Linked DNA regions of Mus musculus: region 1 is linked to region 2. The links are chromatin contacts, called in public HiChIP or PLAC-seq maps. All regions are on one chromosome and are shown on one strand. The core of a region is the stretch at or near the end of the contact, and the rest is flanking DNA. Distances in the headings are between cores, read along the strand shown.

Region 1 (4,055 bases), core at 879-3,378, 320 kb after region 2:
ATGTGATTATGTGTGTGAATGAACTGCTACCTTGGCCTATGAGTATATATGTATAAATAAATGTGATAGATATCTGAGTGTATACTTTGTATGAGTGTGTGTGATATGTATGCACAGGCTGAATACATGATATCTATGTGAGCACTGATATGAACATGTATGTGCATGTGAATGCTACATGTATGTATGAGTGAATGAATATGCAGATATAAATGCATGTGGAACATATGCACGTGTTGCATGTTTGTGTATATGTGTATGTATATATGAATTTCTTGGCAAATCTTCACACGTTGAATATATGTGTGTACATGAGTCTGTGGTAGTTATGTATATGTGAGTGTACATAAAGATATGTATGTGATATATAAGCATATATGAACATGTAGTGTATATATACTCAGGTATGTACACATATATTTATACACATGTCTTGGTGTAGTGGGACATGGGGAGGTGTGGACATTCAGGTTATTGCCTGAGTGGCTTGCATGGCTGCTTCAGGAGCTGTGGGAAGCTACCCAACGCACCTGCTGTCAGGTAGAGGCACCTGGCCAGCAGGCTTTCTTCCAAGTGTGGCCAGTTCAGAGCCAAGGCCAGTGGGAACAAGCGCCCCAGTGATGGCCGAGATGCAGCTACAGTAAGAGACACTTTGGTGGGTGGATGCCTAGACAAGGGCAGGGATAGGTAACGAAAGGCAGCCTGCTAGGAACTGCAGCCAAGCACTGAGGCCTGAGGGCAGGGAGCACGCCCACCTGCATGTCTGGTCTGCACCATCCTTCCGGGACCTGGCCGGCATCCACGCACATTGACTTCCTCAGGGTGGACTGCTGGCGTCCATCTGCCCCTCTGCCAGTGGCTTGGGCTCTGTGCCCAGGCGCCCCCACCTGCCTGGCACAGCAGGAGGCAGAAAGGATGGGAACCTGACCAGCTACCCATGCAGGTGGAATGGGTCTCTGTCGAGCAGGTCCAGTGAGCATGGGGGGCATGGCAGTGCTCCCAACAGGATAGTAATGTTGGAATTAAAGTTCCAGTAAGCCCATTTAAAAGACACACAAACCAGGTGTTTTATTTATAAACCACATGCTTACATTGGGCAGATCTAGGGCTGTTTTAACTTATTCCCCAGCTATAAAGCCCCTTGTTACTTGCTGCTTCTCCTGGCCATGTGGGTCTGGTTCATTGTAGCTTCCTCCTCTCTGTCCATCCTTTCTCCCCCTCTCCCTGAAACCTCCTCTCAAATCTACAGTCTCACCTTACTCCCTCACTGTCCAATCATAGGCTATAGCTTTTTATTGACCAGTTACATTGAGAAGAAGGTTCGCAAGGCATCTCTTGAGTATGAGAGTATCTGCTTGTCATCGGGGGCAACCACACCTTGAGGAACCAGTTTTAACTGTAAGATGCAAGCAGCATCCACTACAGGGTAGGGATAGACAAGAAGAATAAGGTGGTCCAGGCTGCAGGACAGAAGAGTCCCACAGGTGTACCAGCCGCATATTTGCAGTTTCCCAGGTCCTGGAGCCTCACAGAAGACTTCCGAGGCATCTGGGGTGGGGAGTGAGGCTCCCCAGATGCTAGGGCCCCTTGCCCACCTCAGGGACTTGCAGGCTACATTTTCCAATAAAATGCAAATCAGCAATTGCCTTACTGAAGAACTAGGGGGAAAAAATCAGTGTAAACAAAATCTCTGTTGCCATGGAGACCATTAAAAATAGACTGCCTGCCCTCCCCCTTCTTTCTGGGTAACGTGCTGCCGAGTTCCTTCACAACACATTATTATTACTTTTTAATTATGAATAATTTCCCCTTTTCCTTGCAAAGATGGATTAATGCACAGAATCCCCAATGTATGCCCCTCAGAATGGACCCATTCCAGCACGGGCACACTGGTGGGCACCATGTTTATGCACAGGGTGAAGGGAGACCTATCCATGCTCATTGCACCTGCTGCCTTCTTTCTCTTGGCCTCATGCCTGTGTGTCAGTCGGTCTGCTGTCTGCCTGTCTGTCTGCCAGCTGCTCCAGTTCAGGTTACAATCTGGAGAGTGCCAGAGCAAGCCAGGAGAGAGCCTCCGGGTAGCACTGTGTGGAAAGAGGCAGACCCAGAGGAGAGTGCCCCACCCCAGGGAAATCCCCTAGCATGTATGATCTCATACCATCTGGGCAGAGTGGGGTCCTGTGGCATGATGCTCAGGCCAGTGGCTCATTGTCAGCATCTGTGCTTTCAGCCCAGGCAGCTGCTAATCGCCTGTGGTTAGGAGGAGCCATTTAGCCACAGCCTGGCAGTGGGCTGAAGACAGCTAAGGTGGCCCTCAACTCCTCGAAGGCATGAGTGACAGCCACAGGAGAGAGAGGTCACTGTAGTCCCTTTGTCCCCAGAGGGTTCCCAACCACTGATCGGCCAGCTGCCTGCACACAGGCCAGCAGATGAGCAATGACTACCAAACTCAGGAATAGTGACTACCACTGCACAAACGAGATGGAACCTCATCCCACCCTCCCAGGGTGTGATTTCATCTCAGAATTCTGAGTCTTCCGGGTTCAAGTGGCTGCCCAGAGACAGCCCATCCTCTCTACCACCTCCACAACAGACATCAGCGCCCCATTGACCCGAGACCCCAGCCAATATTTCAGACCCCAAGGTGACCAGCTGAAGCCTAGCAAACTGGGGCAGGATCTCCATTGTTTTATATGCAGATATATTTCTAAAGAACCAATGCCTGGTGCAGGCGTGCTTGTCAGGGCCTAGAGACATCCTAACCCCAGGCTTGTGTCTGACCAGACCAAGGCCTTCTTACATTCTTGTGGCATATCTGGGTCATTATTGAGTGGAGGGGACCTGTGTGGCTTTGAGGCTGACCCCACTTGCTGTTGACAGGCTCTGTGAGTCCTAGAACCTGGAAGGTTTCAGTTCATCATACGTCACAACAACAACAGTAGGGAAAGAAGAGCCTCCTGGGTACCACAGTCCCATATACAATGTGGTTCAGTTATGACATCAGGCCTCCACACACGTGCAGACATGCATACAAGCATGCACAGACATATCTCATCACACACGCACACACACATGAGAGAGAGAGAGAGAAGGTTAAGAGGAAAGGGGAGCATTCTGACTCACGTGACAGCATACATACGTCTTGAAGATGTATTTGATGAAATGACTCCCAGAGATCCCTGAAGGGTCTCTCTCAGGACTCCTAGCTCGCAGAAACAGAAAGGAGGAGGAAGGGGGTGGATGGAGATGGGGAGGGGGATGGGAGCCAGAGAATCATTTGTTCTGGAACTGGATGGTGACAATTGTCACTTAACCCTGAGTTCATATGGTATCTTGAACTGAAGACATAACACTAGGTTTTATTATTAAATAGATTTTAACACAGTTATGAAATAAAAACCCATATTTGAGTGTACATAGGGCTGGAGGCCAGAAGGCAGCCTCATGTGTTGTTTCTCAGGACCATCTCCTTGGTTTTTGAGACAGGGTCTCCTCTTACTGCGACCTGGAGCTTGCCTATTAGACCACGTTGTCTGGCCAGTGAGCCCCAGGAGCCGTCTGTCTCTGCCTTCAGGTGCTAGGATTATAAGCAGGCACCCATCACACTTGGCTTTCACTTGGGTGCTCATGATCAAACTTAGCTCCTCACACTTGTGTGCAAGCACTTTACATACTGAGCCATCTTCCCAGCCCTAAAAATACGTTTTAAAAGTGACTGGGTCATGGCTGGCCTCATTCAGAGGATATCAGCTACCAGGTCCTACCTCCTCCATTATGCACATACACAGACACACACAGACATGCACAGAGGCAGGGACACACATGGAGTCATGCAACAAAGGTACACACATACACATACACAGACACACACAGACATGCACAGAGGCAGTGACACACATGGAGTCATGCAACAAAGGCACACACACACACACACACACACACACACACACATCTCCATACCAAACACTGGCCAAGTTCTTTCTGCACTACAGGAAGGCTCCCATCCCCCACATCTCCTCCATCTGAGTCTCTGTCAGCAACTTCACAAAGAAAGG
Region 2 (3,789 bases), core at 553-3,052:
AGTCTTAGATATTTGCCAAGCAACAGGAACTCTCCTCAGGGCTGCTAGGTTGGGGCTGGCCACATCTCTGGTGGAACACATCTATGTATTCTTGAAGGCGTCCTTAAGTGCTCCGCCGGGTACCAGAGGGCCAGCAATGTCTTTCCTTCTCATGAGTTGGCACTTGGATTTGGAATTTCTGGAGAAGCCTGTGGGAATTCACAGACTTCTGCCTGACGTCAAATCCTCCCTCTTCTCCTTCCATCCTGGGCCATTCTGGGATTTGACGTCTGCCTTTCTATGCCCAGCCTTGGGAGGAGATGATGGGGGCACTGGCTTGCACCCCTTCTCTTCCCCTTTCGATTCTGTTGGCCCTTCTTTATGCTGGCACAGCAAAGAGTAGAAAAGTGCAGCCTGTTTGTTTTGCCTGGGCTATCCCAAACCAGCATCTCCTGCCTAGAGAGAGGAGGGAGGAAAGGAGGGGTGGGAGGGGGAGGAAGGGTGGGGAGGGGAGGCAGAGAGGGGAAGGAAAGAGGGAGGGAGAAAAAGAGGAGAGAGGAAGGGGTAAAGGGAGAAAAATGGAGAGAGGGAGAGAAGGGGAAGGGAGAAGGGGGGGAGATGGGGGGAGAGAAAGAGGGAGGAGGGAGAAAGGGGGAGAGGGAGGAGAAAAGAAAGGGGAGAGGAAGAGGGGGAGAAGGGGGGAGAGAGGGGGAGAGGGAGGGGGAGGGAGAAGGCGCTCTCAGAGTCTGATGTCACCAGGGTAGTTTCATATCTCAGTTCAGATCCTCTCTCTTTTAGAGTTGTAATAAGATCCCAGAGCAAGCTTTCTGACTCAGTGTTTGGGGATGGAGGCTAGGAGGGACTGATCTGTAGAAGCCTGGGACATGATCCCCACAGGAGGAGACTCACGAGGGCATGTGTGTAAGATTAAGGAATGTCCAGAGCAGAGTGCTGGCCCAGCACCACACTCCAGGGCTTCACTGGAGGACCTGGACCCTCCAGATGCTGCCTGCCCACCTTTGCCTCATAGGGTTCTCTAGACTCTTAGCAACTGAGTGATCCCCTTCCAATACATACTTGCATGAACACACAACCTGCCATTTTGCTACAAAGGAATCATGGATACCAAATTTACCCTCGGTCCCTGGAGTACAAGTAGCCCTGATGGCAAGGGTCTCAGATGGGACCACTGCTGGGACTCACACACCTAAATCAATGCTCCTACCACCAATTGAGATTCTCTGCCTTTTTGCAGGTCTCTGTCCTGCATGGAATATCCTCGTCCTGGGCTCACAGCCACCTTCACATCTGGAAAGACCTCTAGATAAACAGAAGCGTCCACCTCCATCCCCTTCTAGCCTGTGCCAGCTCCCTGGGGCGTCCAGAAGTAGGGACAGCCAGTCAGCCAGCCAGCCAGCCGGGCACACACACAGTTAATTCTTGGCGGCTGCTGTTTGGATAGAAAGCACTAGGAGCGGTCTAGGCTCCTCCACAACTCACATCTGGCTGGGGTTGGCGCTTTGTATTGGTCCCTCTTTCTTCCTCTCTTCCTCTACTTCTGAGAGAAACCACGTTTCCGTTTCTGGCCAAAGAGACCTTGGAGGCAGCTGAGGAGATAAAGGTGTTGGGACTGCTGTGCCTTGCACCTCCCCCTTTCCTCCTCCTTAAGTGTTTCCCCCTGGGGGACTTTTTTCTCCCTCGGGCTCTCTCTCTCTCTCTCTCTCTCTCTCTCTCTCTCTCTCTCTCTCTCTCTCTCTCTCTCTCTCTCTCTCTCTCCCTCCCTCCCTCTCTCTCTCTCTGCTTTGACACGTCTGTGCTTCCCCTCCTGACCTAGCCTAGAAGGCTCAGCCCCTGGGAGATGCTCTAAGAGACGCCTCCCCGAGAGCCCTGAGAGGCTGGAGGATTTCATTGCACAGCCGGCTCAGCTGGAAGGAGGTAGGTGGCTTGGACAGACCGGGAAGGACTCCCATGCCTCTGAGCTCCGTCTTCGTGGCTTCATCTGGGTGCCCAGGCGTGACTGAGTAGACGCTTTCTCTGGAGTGAGATGTGATGTGGACTTACAGCAAAGGGGCAGACAGAGCAGGGCAGAAGTTTTGGGGACAGCATTGAGTTATTCTTGCTAATTCCCCCTGCACAGATTGGCTGTGCAGAGAGGCAGCTTGTTGGGGCTCCCTGGAGCGTGCAGGGGGCGGGCTCTTTAGCGGGTAGGATGCTGACAGGACCAACTATGCATTCTTCCACTGTTTTGTGGGGTGTCTCTCTTTTACCCGGATGCTCTTTAGAGGGTGTGGAAGGAGAAAGAGCAGCTCTGTTCCCAGCTTGTGCCACCCCATGCCTGTCCGTATCACCTGGGACAGCTAGGATCAGGTCTGTCCCATCTGTCAGTGGTCAGCTGGAACCCCAACACTGAACAGGAAGTGTGGACTCTGGCCCCTTCTTCTAACAGCCTCGCTGTTCCTGGAGGACATCCAGTTTGGGCAGGAAAAAACAAATATCCCTTCTCCTTGGACCTTCCTGGGAAGGAAAAAAGCTGCCTATGGTGCTAAGAGTAGCCCTGAGCTAGGGCTGGCTGCAGACTCTAAGATGCCCCAGGACCTTTGTTCAGCCTGTGTCCACCTAGACTCACAAGTCTGGGCATCTCTGTGGGTGAAGATGTAACTTACAGGTTAACCTGAGTCCCACCCCATCTATTCATGCACCCACCCAGGCTGCTCCCTGCCCTGGAGAGCCTCCTCCCATCCAGCTACTCCTGGCTCCACCCTTGTCTCTGGGAAGGGTGAGAGGGAGCTGCCTCTCCGACTCCTTCTGTTCCTGTGACCTGTTTCTTGGAATGGAGACCACAGAACATGATTCTTCAGCTTTGACAACAGGGTTCGGCATGTGGATCAGACGCAGGGTGTGTAGTGCCTAGCGTGTGAAAGGTCAGGGGTTGCTTCTCCAGTACTGGAAACAGCCACAACCAAATACCAACTTTAATTTTCACGGAATATGTTGGCTCAAGACTGTGAGGCAGAAAGGCTGCGGCTAGCCTGAGCCTAGCCTGAGCCATCCTGAGCCAGACAGCATGGTCTGACAGAGACCATGAGTGAGATGCAGTTTCAAAGTAACCAAAGGAAAATAGAGTGAGATGCAGTTTCAAAGTAACCAAAGGAAAATAGAGTGAGATGCAGTTTCAAAGTAACCAAATGAAAAGGAAAACAACAATGAAAAAAAAAAAAAAAGGAAAAACTGAGAAATGTCATTGGGATCCCCCTGGGAGTGAGTGACGTCCTTAGAAACTGCCGACTCTGCTTTTTATAGTGCAACAACTGTGTGCTGCCTGCACAGGAGTGTGAGAGGAGTTGTGTATTCTCTACCAGGCCCCTCCAGTGCTCACTGGAGAGGAGGGAAACCTGCAGAGGGAACCAGAGGGCTGAGAACAAGGGAACCTCGGTGCCCCCTGTGTCTCACAGCTCTGCCTAAGGACCTACCTGGCCCAGGCCCTGCAGCCTACCAGGAAGCATCCCAGCTAAATAGTGTCTTCCCTCCCCGGGGCTCAACTTGGATTCTCTGCCCAGGCAGGAGACACCAAGCTTTTGAACTGTCCCATCTTATTTCCTAGAAACTCACACTCCCTGCTTGCCCCCCACTGCGGAGAACTCAAAATAGATGTTCTGAGGTTCATGGATAGCCAGGAGCCCCTCCCCCTGGGAGGAGGCAGGCCCTACCGGCTGTCCTGTCCTGGAGGGTGAAGGCAGTGACTGCTCATTCCTGGCTGTAACCTCCCTATTCAGAGCAACCAGCACAGCATTAATTTTTTTCTGAACACAC

What was found. HiChIP or PLAC-seq counts read pairs in DNA pulled down with a chosen protein or histone mark.
Region 1: a contact with region 2 is called in an H3K4me3 HiChIP or PLAC-seq map of forebrain, with 7 times the contacts expected there. The contact joins the enhancer-like site here to the promoter of C1qtnf1 in region 2. A contact is called at or near these places in 4 of 39 promoter capture datasets (cranial neural crest, embryonic stem cells and neural stem cells), 3 of 15 datasets of contacts at CTCF or cohesin (the NIH/3T3 cell line, embryonic stem cells and stem cell-derived epiblast-like cells), 18 of 484 Hi-C or Micro-C datasets (the G1E-ER4 cell line, the HL-1 cell line, bone marrow-derived macrophages and 12 more), 11 of 115 datasets of contacts at active chromatin or transcription factors (bone marrow-derived dendritic cells, embryonic basal ganglia, embryonic forebrain and 7 more) and 3 of 9 other capture datasets (adipose tissue, liver and macrophages).

The regions. Positions count from the first base shown.
Region 1 is chr11:118,750,368-118,754,422 of GRCm38.p6, forward strand. The region is part of intron 2 of Rbfox3 (RNA binding protein, fox-1 homolog (C. elegans) 3); the gene reads right to left. Among named protein-coding and RNA genes, the nearest start is that of Gm11750, 33 kb to the right of the region's middle. Within about 2 kb of position 2,129, at least 17 of the 459 cell types and tissues checked have an H3K27ac peak or open chromatin away from gene starts, as enhancers often do. A contact at or near this core is called in cortical neurons, forebrain and neural stem cells, where this site is marked.
Region 2 is chr11:118,426,655-118,430,443 of GRCm38.p6, forward strand. It overlaps C1qtnf1 (C1q and tumor necrosis factor related protein 1), which reads left to right and starts at 1,803. Exons shown (of 4, transcript NM_001204129.1): 1 at 1,803-1,914. Gm35598 (a long non-coding RNA gene) reads right to left here and starts at 1,707. Exons shown (of 3, transcript XR_880340.2): 1 at 1,480-1,707.